Regions from separate parts of the Mus musculus genome. Here region 2 is linked to region 1. Evidence: chromatin contacts called from public Hi-C data. All regions are on one chromosome and are shown on one strand. Each heading gives the region's core, a stretch centred on a gene start, on an enhancer-like site or on the middle of the called end of the contact. The rest is flanking DNA. Distances are from core to core; before and after follow the strand shown. Region 1 overlaps Syt9 (synaptotagmin IX). Region 2 overlaps Cyb5r2 (cytochrome b5 reductase 2).

The links. A called contact is a pair of places that touch in the nucleus more often than the background predicts.
Region 2: a Hi-C map of the N1E-115 cell line shows a contact between it and region 1, with 7 times the contacts expected there. The contact joins two enhancer-like sites. A contact is called at or near these places in 8 of 484 Hi-C or Micro-C datasets (the N1E-115 cell line, adipose-derived mesenchymal stem cells, cerebellar granule neurons and 2 more), 2 of 115 datasets of contacts at active chromatin or transcription factors (both in embryonic stem cells) and 2 of 9 other capture datasets (adipose tissue and liver).

Annotation. Positions count from the first base shown.
Region 1 is chr7:107,538,848-107,541,662 of GRCm38.p6, reverse strand. The region is part of intron 6 of Syt9 (synaptotagmin IX); the gene reads right to left. Among named protein-coding and RNA genes, the nearest start is that of Olfml1, 27 kb to the left of the region's middle. Within about 2 kb of position 1,407, at least 3 of the 459 cell types and tissues checked have an H3K27ac peak or open chromatin away from gene starts, as enhancers often do. A contact at or near this core is called in the N1E-115 cell line, where this site is marked.
Region 2 is chr7:107,746,851-107,749,665 of GRCm38.p6, reverse strand. It overlaps Cyb5r2 (cytochrome b5 reductase 2), which reads left to right. Exons shown (of 9, transcript NM_177216.4): 9 at 1-1,211. It also overlaps a transcript of Ppfibp2 not described here. Among named protein-coding and RNA genes, the nearest start is that of Cyb5r2, 9.8 kb to the left of the region's middle. Within about 2 kb of position 1,480, at least 5 of the 459 cell types and tissues checked have an H3K27ac peak or open chromatin away from gene starts, as enhancers often do. A contact at or near this core is called in the N1E-115 cell line, where this site is marked.

The DNA.
Region 1 (2,815 bases), core at 158-2,657:
GCATAGGATTTGTAAATGGCAAAGTAATGAAGCTTTTGCACAAGTGTATTTACTCAGAAGCAATTTGTATTTTGTGACACTAATTTTGTCTTATGTTTTACTTTAAATTTATATGTCTAGATTAAAAAAAAAAAACCAAAACAAAACAGACATGCATGGTCTTACGTAGCCCAGGCTGACTTTCAACTTGACACACAGTTGAGACAAGCCTTAAGTTCCTGACCTTCCTGCCTTTACCTCCCAAATTCAGGGGCTACAGGCCCATATTTGTACCACGATGCATGACTTATTTGATTAATAAGGCACATGCCTAACAACAATCTGCGATGCTAGAACATTACTAAATTCATCATTTTAATAGCCATATTTAGGATAACTTATTTTTCTCTATCTTTGGGTGTGTTCTTTTAGATAGGTGTCACTATGTAGCTCAGGCTAGCTTCAAGCTTCTGACAATCCTTCTGCCTTAGTCTCTGGAGTCCTGGGGGGTTACAGGTGTGTGCCACCAAGCCTGGTTTTAACTTGTCAAGTATAGACAGAGTCTAAGTGCTCAGGAAAACATCTTATAAAGCTGATTTCAAGATGCTTATATTGATTTAACCCAAAGCTGTGTGTTTTTATGTTTTAAGCATCATAGGAATTAGTTGTTTGAAAACCATCTTGTTTAATACATAAAATGATTGCCGTTTGAGGTATGTGATATAATTAGATTTTAATTCAACAGTTTTGGTTCAAGGGACTTCAGCCTATCAATTGCTTAAATAGTACATGGATATTTAATAGAATTTTGCTTGTTAGGTTTATAAAATACTGTTTCTTTATATAAAAATGTTCGAGAGAATTTGGTTAAATGTGAACTTGATTTTAGAAGTGTATGGGCATTAATCTGTTAAATTAAGGAGCCAAGAATTCTAGAAAGTAAAGTGAATATTTTAGTTAATGACAAAAACAATTAGCTCACTGATTCACATTGCTAAGCATGTGCTAAGGACTGTTCTGGGAATATGACAAGTGACTGACCACCAACGTTCATCTCCTCATGTTATATGCAGGCTCTCCACACTTCTAATCATCCTTATTTTATTTTTATAAAACTACCTGAAATGCTTCACCATGCTTATTCCATCTTTCTTCCTGAAGGATATAAGTTCCACTTAAGAGAGAATTCTCATCTTTTCAATGTGTCACCAGCACCCATTGTAAGTATTCAGCTGATATTTGTTGAACAAATACTTGAAGGCAGCAATTTTATCTTCAAAGTGATTGTTTCAAAGGAAGTCTGGCTGATCCTTCCTCAACAGAGAATGTCACAACACAGCAAACGATGCCACGGAAATGGGAGTCTTGAAATAATCACCGAGATAAGCTGCCAGCAAGGCAGCCAGCAAGAGGATCCAGAGTGTTCCAGAGGAAGTACTTGCCCCACCCAGTCTGCCTTTTAAACTATGAGGACCATCTGAGACATTATGCTTGAGGTTGTAAAATCTTCTGAGATGACCAATAGGACCTTGATTGCCGTGTTTAACTCATGGGTGTAGTCTAAGGCTTGGAGAAGTAAGTGCCACAGAGAAAGCAGGGGTCTAGGAAAAGAGCATGTCAGTTTGCACAGGAGTGCTCACTTATTTTTATGTATTAAGAGAACCGCTGTGCTCCCAGATTTGAAAGTTGGCATGCAGAGACTATAAGAAATCAGCAATCATTTTATGTATCCTGAGATGAGAGAAATTGGTATTCCACCCAACGGGAATGTACTCAGGACTGACTCTGCCAGGAAATTTATGGGGTACAGGTTATATGATGATGAATAGCATGCTCTAGCCTCAAGTAGCAGCTGGAAATGTGGGGGATGACACATACACAGATGATATCAAGTGTCACCAAATGCTATGTTAGGGTGAGGGGCCAGGGAGCTAAGAAGCACAGACAGAGAACAATAAGCTCATCTCGTACTGGAGGAGCTTCGGGATACTTTCCCAGGATGATAGCCAATCAGACGCTTAAATGATGACTTTCCCAGGATGATAGCCAATCAGACGCTTAAATGATGAACTAGATGTAGCTGGGTAACAGGTAGGAAAGAGAGCATAGACAAATCAAAGCAGGAACAAGGATGTATAGTAAATAAAAAGAATTAAATGGACCGAGATCAATTAGGCATGGCCCCAAAGTAAAGTGAAAGGGGGAAGTGGGGGGGACGACAGACAATGGTCAGGGAGGGGCTTGATGGCAAGGGAACCCTGAGGTTGTTCAGGATGGAGGGCAGTTACTAGAGGATTTTATGTAGTGTAAGCAGGGAGGGATTGGGGATCAATCTGGAGCTCTGGGTAGGGCTGTGAGGATATATCCTGGAAGGACTGCTCCTCAGAGTAGATAGTGCCTTCTGCTGGCCACCTAGACATAAAGAAGTCTGAGGAAAATTCAGGGCTTGCTTTGCCTGCTCACCTTCAGGCCCTGCTGGTAGGTGCATGCATTTTGTGGCTGCTGCTATTCTTCCCTGAAGTGGGCAATCTAGTTACGTTGACCTTCGAAGGTGGACTGAATCCTCCAGGCCTCCTTCAGTGCCAGACTGGGACTGCTGGAGCATCTACCCTCATGGACAGAACTGTTAACACATCCTCAACCTCTCTACCATGTAAACAGCCACTGCTAGACTGCCTGGCTTGTGCTGTGTAAACCAAGCTAATAAACTCTGTAATCTATATTCGTTCTGTCAATTCTGTTCCTCCAGAGAACACTGACTAATGCAGGTGGTGCTGCACCAAAGGAAAAAGCACACGGCGTCCAGTTGTCCTATTTTTACCTATTTTAAGATGGA
Region 2 (2,815 bases), core at 231-2,730, 210 kb before region 1:
GTGGGCTCCAGGAATCCCTTTCTGACTCCCTGCATTTTGTACAGCAGATGGCAACATTGGGGATATTTATATTTTAGTATCCTCCACCTTGGCACTGTGTCAAAGTTGGCATGGTTAAGTTTCTTCATTTCCCATTTCCCAGAAGCTGTGCTTCAAATCCCATCATTCAAACCAGACGATACAGGGACCACTATTGCCACCTGCAGGTCAAAGTAAGAATAACATACTGGTGCTCTGCTACTGCAGGGGTTAAAGCTCACCCCAACTCCATTCCTTATAATCTTCCTAATGGGCCAGAGGTTCTGCGGAGCTTTTGTTCTCTAAGTCACACAGGAGGAAACAGACAGCGTTAGTCATGCATTTCCCCAGCCATTCAGACAGTGGGTGGCAGAGTTGTCTTTAAACCTGGATCTGTTTAATTTTATGTCCTTTCGGAAGAACTGGCAAAGTAGCTGCAGTGTTAGCACTTGCTGCAGGATTTGCTACTCAATGTGCGTGTGTGTGTGTGTGTGTGTGCATACGGGAGGGTGGGGGGTACAAGAAAAAAAAAAAGAGAGGAATGGGGTTCCCTGGAGCTCTGCTATATCCTTGAATCTCACCCACAGGGGACCAAACTCCGTCTCAAACAGGCCAGGGAGGGACACTCCCACGTTCATTCACCCAATTGTACTCAGTGTATTCTTTCATAATGACCTCCTCGGGGAAAGACACAACGGCTCACTCTCTGCTACATTGCCCCGCTTAGCCTTGAACTCACTCTGTAGCTCAAGTCATCTGTGAACCCCACAACCCTTCTATCTCAGCTTTCCAACTAATAATAACTAGGATTACAAGCATGTGCCACCAGGGTCAGCTGCAAAGCCTTTCACCACTGGACTCATTCCACATCATTGGATCTTTCATTCCGTAGACCTTCTGGTGATTTCACTCGTCACTGGACAAAGCCTGGAGATGCTTTTGGCTTTCCTAGCTAGAGGAGGTGCCAATGACATCTGCACGGAAGACCAAGGATAGTGGTGACTGGCAACTTGATTAAAAGCAGTACACTTGGAACTCACTTAGGCCACACAGACTACAGCAGCTCAGCTGGTTTGTGTATCGGGTACACATGTGCATATAACCTTAAAGTGAACTGTGAACATCTCAGAGGCATACAATGCTGAAGGGCAAAGTGGATTTGGAACCAAAAGAAAGAATAAAGGAAGTGAAGCAAACACAAATCGGTGGACTCACAAAGGTTGGCATGATGGTGGAAAGGTGGCATTCAAAGGAATTCAAAGCAGAAATGTGACTAGGTGACAGAAGTGGAGAATGGTTGGCAGGGATCATCTAGGAAAGTGAGGGACCAAGTAGAAAACCAGGAGCAGCGATCAGACAGCAAGGCTGGAACTAGAACAGTCATGGCCTGGGAGGGAACTGGCTTGTATGAGACACAACAGGAAAAAACAATGAAGTTTGAGTTTAGAGACAGTCCACTAGGGGGCGGTGTTTGACCAGACACTGTACTTGAGGCAGGTGAGGGGGAAATGTGTGTCTTGGAATGAGGGTAGATGAAAGCTGTTGGGGGATCAAGAGGAGAGTCCTGATTCACAGGCCCAGGCTTCTGGAAGTGGACATGCATACTTCTATGAAGCTGCCCCAGAGGGTCCACTACCCCTCCCCCAAATCATTTCACTCAGCCACTGCAGGACACACAGAACAGCTTATACAACCTTTCCCCACCTCCAATCACAGGCTTTCATGAACTAACAGCTCATTGTCTTTGTTCTGCATTTACCACCTCACCTTCACCTCTGCAGGATCAGCTGCAGTTGGCATATAAAAGTACAAAAGGTAGAAAAGTTGCAGTGGAAAGCAAGCGCTGACAACACAGGGAAACGCGGGGACACGACTGGACACCTGTCCCACCCCTCTGCTTTTGCTCCGGTCAACGCCTACATCCAAAGAGGCCCATAAGCTCCATCTCTTGGTGGCTCTGTGCCAACTCCCCATTGAGGTGAACATTGGGGCTCCACGTGTGCCTCTCTAGGCTCTCAGCCATGAAGAATGTCATCTGTAGTCACCAGCATCAGGGACAGCCAGGCGGGTCATTCAGGAGTTGGTCCTGGCTCAGTAGAGTCTGTAAGAACACAGCCAAAGGGGCAGTTTAACAATCCATAGGCCAAGGCTACGGCATCTTCACAAGAAACAGAGCCCAGGAGTGGCCCATATCCAGCATCACTGACCTACAAAGCTATGGTATCCCAAGGAGCCTGTGCACTAAGTGTTGGACAGACAGTAATGTTAAGATAAAAATGGGCTGAGGTCAAAGCCTGGTATACACAAGTGCTTGTCTTTCTTGCACAGTTTCTTAGGTTCAGTCCCTACCACCACCACCCATACATAGGTACACATAAAACTAAGCCTTTCACCTTAGAGGTAGACTTACTATTTCAAGACCACCAAACATTTGTTAGAGATCACGGGCCAAGATTGTACAGAGATATTTCCCTGTGTGAGCCAAAAGACAAAGTCTGTGTGGCACTGACATAAGGAACTCTTCTACTTTGCCTTTAGACGGTTTTCTAACTGTGGGTAGCCATTTCTTGCTACCGCTGGTTTTCCCATGTGATTTATAAGAGGGCTATCATTGGCCCTGCTTTATTAGGGCTAAATAGTATTGGATATCTGAAAGTAACGAACGCCAGTCTCAGAGGGACAACAACACACCTGAGCTCCTAGAGCTACTAAAAGGCAAATAAGGACCTGAGTCACTCCTACCTTCCCCAAAACGTCTTCACTTGGGACCAAGCTGCCACCCCAGGGAAAGAGCATG